2 separate regions of the Danio rerio genome follow, and region 1 is linked to region 2. A link is a contact called in public HiChIP or PLAC-seq data. All regions are on one chromosome and are shown on one strand. Each heading gives the region's core, a stretch centred on a gene start, on an enhancer-like site or on the middle of the called end of the contact. The rest is flanking DNA. Distances are from core to core; before and after follow the strand shown.

The links. HiChIP or PLAC-seq counts read pairs in DNA pulled down with a chosen protein or histone mark.
Region 1: a contact with region 2 is called in an H3K4me3 HiChIP or PLAC-seq map of gastrula embryo, with 2.7 times the contacts expected there. The contact joins the enhancer-like site here to the promoter of mllt10 in region 2. A contact is called at or near these places in 7 of 18 Hi-C or Micro-C datasets (caudal fin, embryo, fibroblasts and 2 more) and 2 of 4 datasets of contacts at active chromatin or transcription factors (caudal fin and gastrula embryo).

Annotation. Positions count from the first base shown.
Region 1 is chr24:21,068,217-21,071,197 of GRCz12tu, reverse strand. mllt10 (MLLT10 histone lysine methyltransferase DOT1L cofactor) reads right to left here. Exons shown (of 22, transcript XR_012399253.1): 15 at 1,230-1,302. Among named protein-coding and RNA genes, the nearest start is that of skida1, 54 kb to the right of the region's middle. Within about 2 kb of position 1,532, at least 45 of the 62 cell types and tissues checked have an H3K27ac peak or open chromatin away from gene starts, as enhancers often do. A contact at or near this core is called in caudal fin and gastrula embryo, where this site is marked.
Region 2 is chr24:21,010,380-21,013,696 of GRCz12tu, reverse strand. mllt10 (MLLT10 histone lysine methyltransferase DOT1L cofactor) reads right to left here and starts at 1,301. Exons shown (of 22, transcript XR_012399253.1): 1 at 1,130-1,301. It overlaps skida1 (SKI/DACH domain containing 1), which reads left to right. Exons shown (of 4, transcript XR_012399262.1): 2 at 2,501-2,627.

The sequences.
Region 1 (2,981 bases), core at 283-2,782, 57 kb before region 2:
CCATAAATCTCAGTGCGCTCTTGTTTGGACAGACAGCGATCTGTGTTATTATGAATGCATCCAGCTCTGGGCTCTACATCAGGGCTCTCAGGGAAAAGTGAATCTATCTCTGGGGTAATTAGCTGGGCTGAGATCAGCGCCACAAGGCAATAAATCTCCAGCAAAGGACTGTGAAGCCATATCACCCCGTGCGGGCGGGTCGCTTCACTGAGAAGCACAGAAACGGCACGTACAGATATTTGTAGTTCATCTAAGACGGTAAAAGAAATTTGTTGAGATAGTGGACATTATATTTATCAATGATATTTTTGTTTACAGGTTTTAATTTTTAATCGGACAGTAGCACAGACAGAAAAGAATTGGGAGCAAAGAAAAGGAAAAAGGATCACCAAAAGACCGAATTAAACAGGTTTTGCCACAAGCACCATAGTGCTGTATGTTTGCGTGCTAACCGTACTGCTGCAGACAACATTTTAAAAAAACATTCCCAGACAATTTGTTTAAAATGCAAAACACAGGGTCAACAAATACATAAAAGAGCTTTTATCCTTAAGCGGTGTAATGTGCAAGAAGACAAAGCTAAATGAAAACTCAGCTGTCAAATATGTCCACGTTTACATAAATCCAAGAATTAAGGAAAAGGCAAGTGCAATGCAAAAATCTTACGGCGCAAAATATTTCATAAATGAGTTTAATGTGATATTAAACTTTTCACAATTGGGTTTTGGTCATATTATGACCAAGAAATATATAAACTTAATCTGAAAATATCAATATGAATGTAACGCATGCTTCAAACATTTATATAAACATTAAATACATACTAAAGCAACAACAATGCTACACAAAAAAGTTAACTCGAGTAACTTAAGCGACCTGAAGAAAACTCTAAAAATCAGCATACCTTTTTAACTACAAATGCATCTCTGAGAGATTTTTCAGTATTAATCCATTTTATATCCTCAGTCGCGGCGCAAAAAGCCAGATTTGTAACAAATACAGCATTTCTCCCCTCATATGTAGACATCACTGCCACGTCAAACTCTGAAGCCGGTTTGTAACTGTAATACGGGCGACAGCTGAGAGTTCAAAATGCCTGCTGTTCATAAGGCAAGCGCACAAGGGAGGAACCCAAGTGATTTGAGGGGGAGGGAGGGAAGGAGGGTGAGTGGAATATGTCGGAGCCTGGAGGAGGGGAAGTCGAGCTCAGGAATGTAAATAAGACTTACCGAGGGGAGAGGTTTGTCTTTGGTGAGTTTCCTCTTCTGGAGAAGCCGAGAGCTCCGTCTCCCAGCTCCTGATCTGAAAGATAAACAGAAAGCAGTCGATAAGGAGCCGGTGTGCAGATGTGTGCACCAGAGAAGCCTGGGAAACCGCTCGATCCATCGCCAGACTGGTAGCCATCAGATCTCCCTCATAGAAATCCATCTAGGGGCTAGAGAGTGGTCTCTCTGGCGGCTCAGCTTGCACACTGACACCACCAAGTGTGTCACTGAGTCACCTCTCTCTCTCTCTCTCTCTCCCCCTCCCTTAGTTCTTTCCCTCACCCCTTCTTTCTTCCCCATGGAGGCTCCCATCGCCCTGCCTGCAGGCCCCATGCCAGACACTGCTTTTCATTTTCTGCAGTGAAAGTAATGAATCACATATGCGCCTGGCCAGGCACAACCCCCTCCCCTCCTTTCTCTCTCTCTCTCTCTCTTTGCTCCCCACCCCCCTCAAGTCAAACTTAGCCAATCCCATTTTTCCTCTTCCTCTCTGCTTCCTTTCCTTTTTTTCTAGTCTTGTTCTTTTTAACACTTTCCAGCCCACTAGCACCTCAAGCGCAGGCTGGCTCCAGTGGGGGTGTGGGCACATCAGTACAAGCAGCCCAAAGTCTGGTATGACTTATTATGCTGGTGACCCTTCAGCTGACCCTGGATCAGCCCTGAGGCTGCATTGCAGACTGGACCCAAAAGCATCGGGTATCACTTTACACAAATGTATGAAAAAAAAAAAAAAAAAGAAAAAAAAAAAAAAAAGGAAAAGACAGAAAGAGCAGGAGCAGGAACTGTTCTTTCAACGACACAGTGGAGACCTATGAGCAACAGGTGACCAGTTTAAGGGAAAAACACAAGCCAAAATCAACAAAAATTGAGCCAAAGCCTCATGAATCCTATGATTGATTATTAGTGTGTGTGTGTGTGTTTTATTCTAGGGTTGGACTGTTTACCGGTACTATGGTAGTATCTTGATACTATGGCTCCAAAATACTGGCATTAACGGTCCATCTATTAAATACATAATGTTGCATGTGGAAAAATCTCTAAAATGCTCACACGTGTGCAATAATAGACCATTTTATTTGAATAGTCTGTGAAGCCCTTTAAGGTTGCAAAACCGTGTAGAAATCAAGCCTTTTAAGGTAGCTTGTTGCATGCTTTCTGACACTTCAGTTCAAGCCCACGTCTGAAACAGTCAATTTCTGTTCCTGTCAATTTGACTTAGCTGCTAAAACAACAGCAACAATCTGTTAAAAAGAACAACTCAAAGTGAAATTTTAAAATACTTTAGAATTTTACCTGATTAAAAAAACAACAACAGATGAAAAACCCAATTTTTGACCTTATCATATAGCCTAATTTGCTCTTTTTGAAACAAATTTTGTTTGGTATAATTTGTATCTTTATTTTAATGTATTTTTTGATGGTCAGTTATCTACAAAATAAATAAAAAGAACTGATGCATTTTAGGTGAAGTGATGTCCAAATACTTTTTTCAATAATAAGGGAATTATAAATTCAGTTCAAGTAGGCCTATTATAAAATATAAAACATAGTATTTCTGACCATTTTCTTTATTTCAAAGATTTGAATTAAGATTACAGTGTCGCAATACTACTTGGTAACACCAAACTTCAGCTGGTATAGTATAATAATGATTTCACGAAACCCCTATTTTATCCTTTTTTTTATTCTGTGAAGTACATATATGACGACATTTGG
Region 2 (3,317 bases), core at 52-2,551:
ATTAATACAGAAATAACGCAGTGTCTTTAGCTGTTTATGGCTGAATGTTTATGGTTACAGGAATTAGCTTTAGCCTATAACTTTCCGTGAATCTAATGAAAATACTTATCATTCTTCATAATCATACCTTATATTCAGGCACAGGTGATGTTGGCTTATTTTTACATAAAGGGGCACACAGGTTTTACGATTAAATAATCTTTCGTTGCGGCGTTAAAGTCTGTTACAAATGTCAAACAGACAGGGTGAAATAGACGACGTGTTTTTGTTTAGTTTTTTTTCTTTCAAGGGCAGGGATGCTCCAGATCCCGATTCCTAATAGGACAAGTTTGCCTGTGGCACGACTTCTCTATTGCGCAAAGACTTGTGGGTAACTAACTCAGGGGCAGGCACATACACATGCAGATATGACACGGCAAGGTGAAAGGTTATTTCAGCCCACCCCCAACCAGCTCGTTCTGTAAATCAAGATTGCATGTACCAACTCATACGTTCAACAAGAAGAATGTGTTTGAGATGCGAATGAACTATTTATAGCCCATAATTGAAACGACAATAACACTTAAATGTTTTTAATGTTTGATTTTAAAAGCGTGTATTTATTTTAGTTAAACGGAGTTGTTTAGAGCGAGTTCAAGCGTCTCATGATTTTTATGGACGCGATAGAAACATTGGGCTTACAGGCTTGGAGCTGTCCTGAGTATAGCCTACACGTGTGTGTGAAAGAGATGGGTTGTGTTAATCGCTATTTAAACTGTTATTTGATGATGTTGACGTTGTTTCATACGTGAACTACATCACCTTGAAAGAAGCTTATAGACAATAATAATTTATCGGAGTAGTTGCGCAATAAGTTTTGATTGTATTAAAACTTTAACAGGATATATCTACTTCCTCTGTGATTTTATGTTGGTTATGCAAATTTTTAGTGAATGAAAATAAACTATTGTACTAAAATGTAATGTTCAAACTGGCATAATGCCATTAAATAAATATTACACTCTCGTCAGAAATCGCTAAAACACTAAAGCTACCCCGTCTAAATTTACAACACAACTTTAAACCAAAAGAAATGTGTTCTTTGTTCTCCTATTGTTAGCTAAAGCACGACGAACAAACGTCCTCTTACCTCACACTCTCTAAAGTAAGAATCTTCTTCATCAAACTTAGAGCTCACGATCCTTTGCGAAAAGTAAGCGCACATTTGATTGCTTTAACTTGATGAAAAATAATTGCAATGCGCTTTTATTAGTCACCGGACGTCTTTCCCATGCTGTTTGAGGCTCCGCGCACGTTGTTGTGAGGTAGCCCATGCGGACCCCCACTTGGTGAGTCCGTCACGTTTTCGGATCCAGGGCCCATCCTGGTTTCGCTGCATAAATGAGTCAAATTTAAAACTGTCCCAGAGAGATGTTAGAACCAATCAAATAGTAAATGTAATAAATTCGTGATTACAAAAAAATACGCTTGTGAACTCAACACAGTTTATCATATCAATTTTTTTAAAATGTGGAAAAAGTCAGAAACCAGTTGCTTGTTTAAATATCTAGGCTAAAGTTGTATATAAATATTTAACGCTTATCACCACATTAATTTACTGACTTCTGTCCTATTGTTTTGTTTTTTGTTTTTTTTTTTTGCTCAAAATTAAATTGAGTGGGTTTGTTGTCAGATTAACTGAATGTTGTAGGATGTAGCCATGTTTAAATGATTTACTTGCATGCCATGCAAAATATGGTATAGCCTAAATTAAACACATACAAACAGGCTATAAGCCTATATAAATGTTTTCAACGCTATTCCAGTAAATTGGATTTATTGGATGTAATAAATGCAAAAGTTGTGCGCGTTCATTCACGGATCACTGGATAATCTTAATTAACGTGATTTTTTTTTACAAAAAGTGATTAAGTTTGAAATAAGTAGACTTAAAACAAGACAGCAAAAATTTCTTCAAACCTCTCAACTCTTCACCTACGACGATGAATGCACACTGGGTCGAAGATCAATCATTATCACTCATGTCACAATTGAGGGCTGTTCAAGCTGTGAGGTTTCAGAATCAAAGGACCGGGACCTGCGTGTTGTCTTTCAAATGATGTGTGCCCCTTGGAAAAAAGTTCAGTGGAGGTTGGGATAAAAATTGACTGTTAACAGTGCTACTGTAGAACATTCAAATGACATTTATATACTTGCGAGAGAAAAACAAAAATGTTACATGGCTTATTAATGCAAATCCAACGTTTTTTAGAGAATGCCTAGGATTCATGTCAAAACATCTGTAAAACTTCAACAAAGTTTGAGTCTAAATTGTGAACAAGTGATATAATAAATATAGAGCTTAAATAAAACGATCTTATAAATCTATAAATTTAGCAGGCTTACGCTTATTTTGTAGATATGTAACGTATATTTGCTGGCAATATTTGTCAATAAAAATCTGTGTTGTTTAAGTAGGCTATTTGCTGGTATATAAACAATTTGTTTGTCCGTTTGTTAGACCAAGCAGTTGTACCAGGAGCTGTTACGAATTGCCGTGAGATTGTGTTGGCACTACTCAACGCTGGAAGGATTAACAGGAGTGTAACTGCTCGTGCTCTGAATCAACAGGAGACTCTTTTGGAAAGGTATAGCCTGGAGGATACACACTCCCTTGAAAATCTTTATAAACTCGAGTTTATTTACGTTGCCACCTTCTGCCCGTCGAGTGTGGTGAGGAAGTGTACATTATTACAAATACCGATGTTGAATTTTGCACTAAATGGTGCAATGGTGGTGGTTAACACTATCCATTTTCACTGTGCATAGCACTCTGCACGCATTAATCAGGTAAAAGTGGACGCAATAACGCGGCAACAAGCTAGCACTTACAACAATGACTCATCAATTGCTGATGGCCAAGAGGGTTTAGTATTCTGACTCTTCTGCTTTTTCAAAATATTCAATGTGTTAAGGGTGGTAGCAACGACAATACATTTGCATTCAAATTTTGGAATGATTTAAGCTGAACAAATTGATGCGTAATCTCTTTACCTTCATTGCACAATAGAACAAACATAAAGGCTGAAAAATATCAATCGCGTTTTGAGTCTAGGAAAAACGCGTGAAAAGCAAGGCCTTATACACCCGTCCTGTTTACCTGTCCTATAATATTCTTCCTCAGAAGCATGCATTCTGCCGTAAACTCAATGTAATTACTGATTGCTCTTCCAGGAGTATGTTTCCCAACATTGTACGTTTCTTAAGTAAAAACGAGTGCGTTTGCATTTAAGAATAACGGAAGAATGTAGTTCCACATAATGCAATGCCTGACAAAA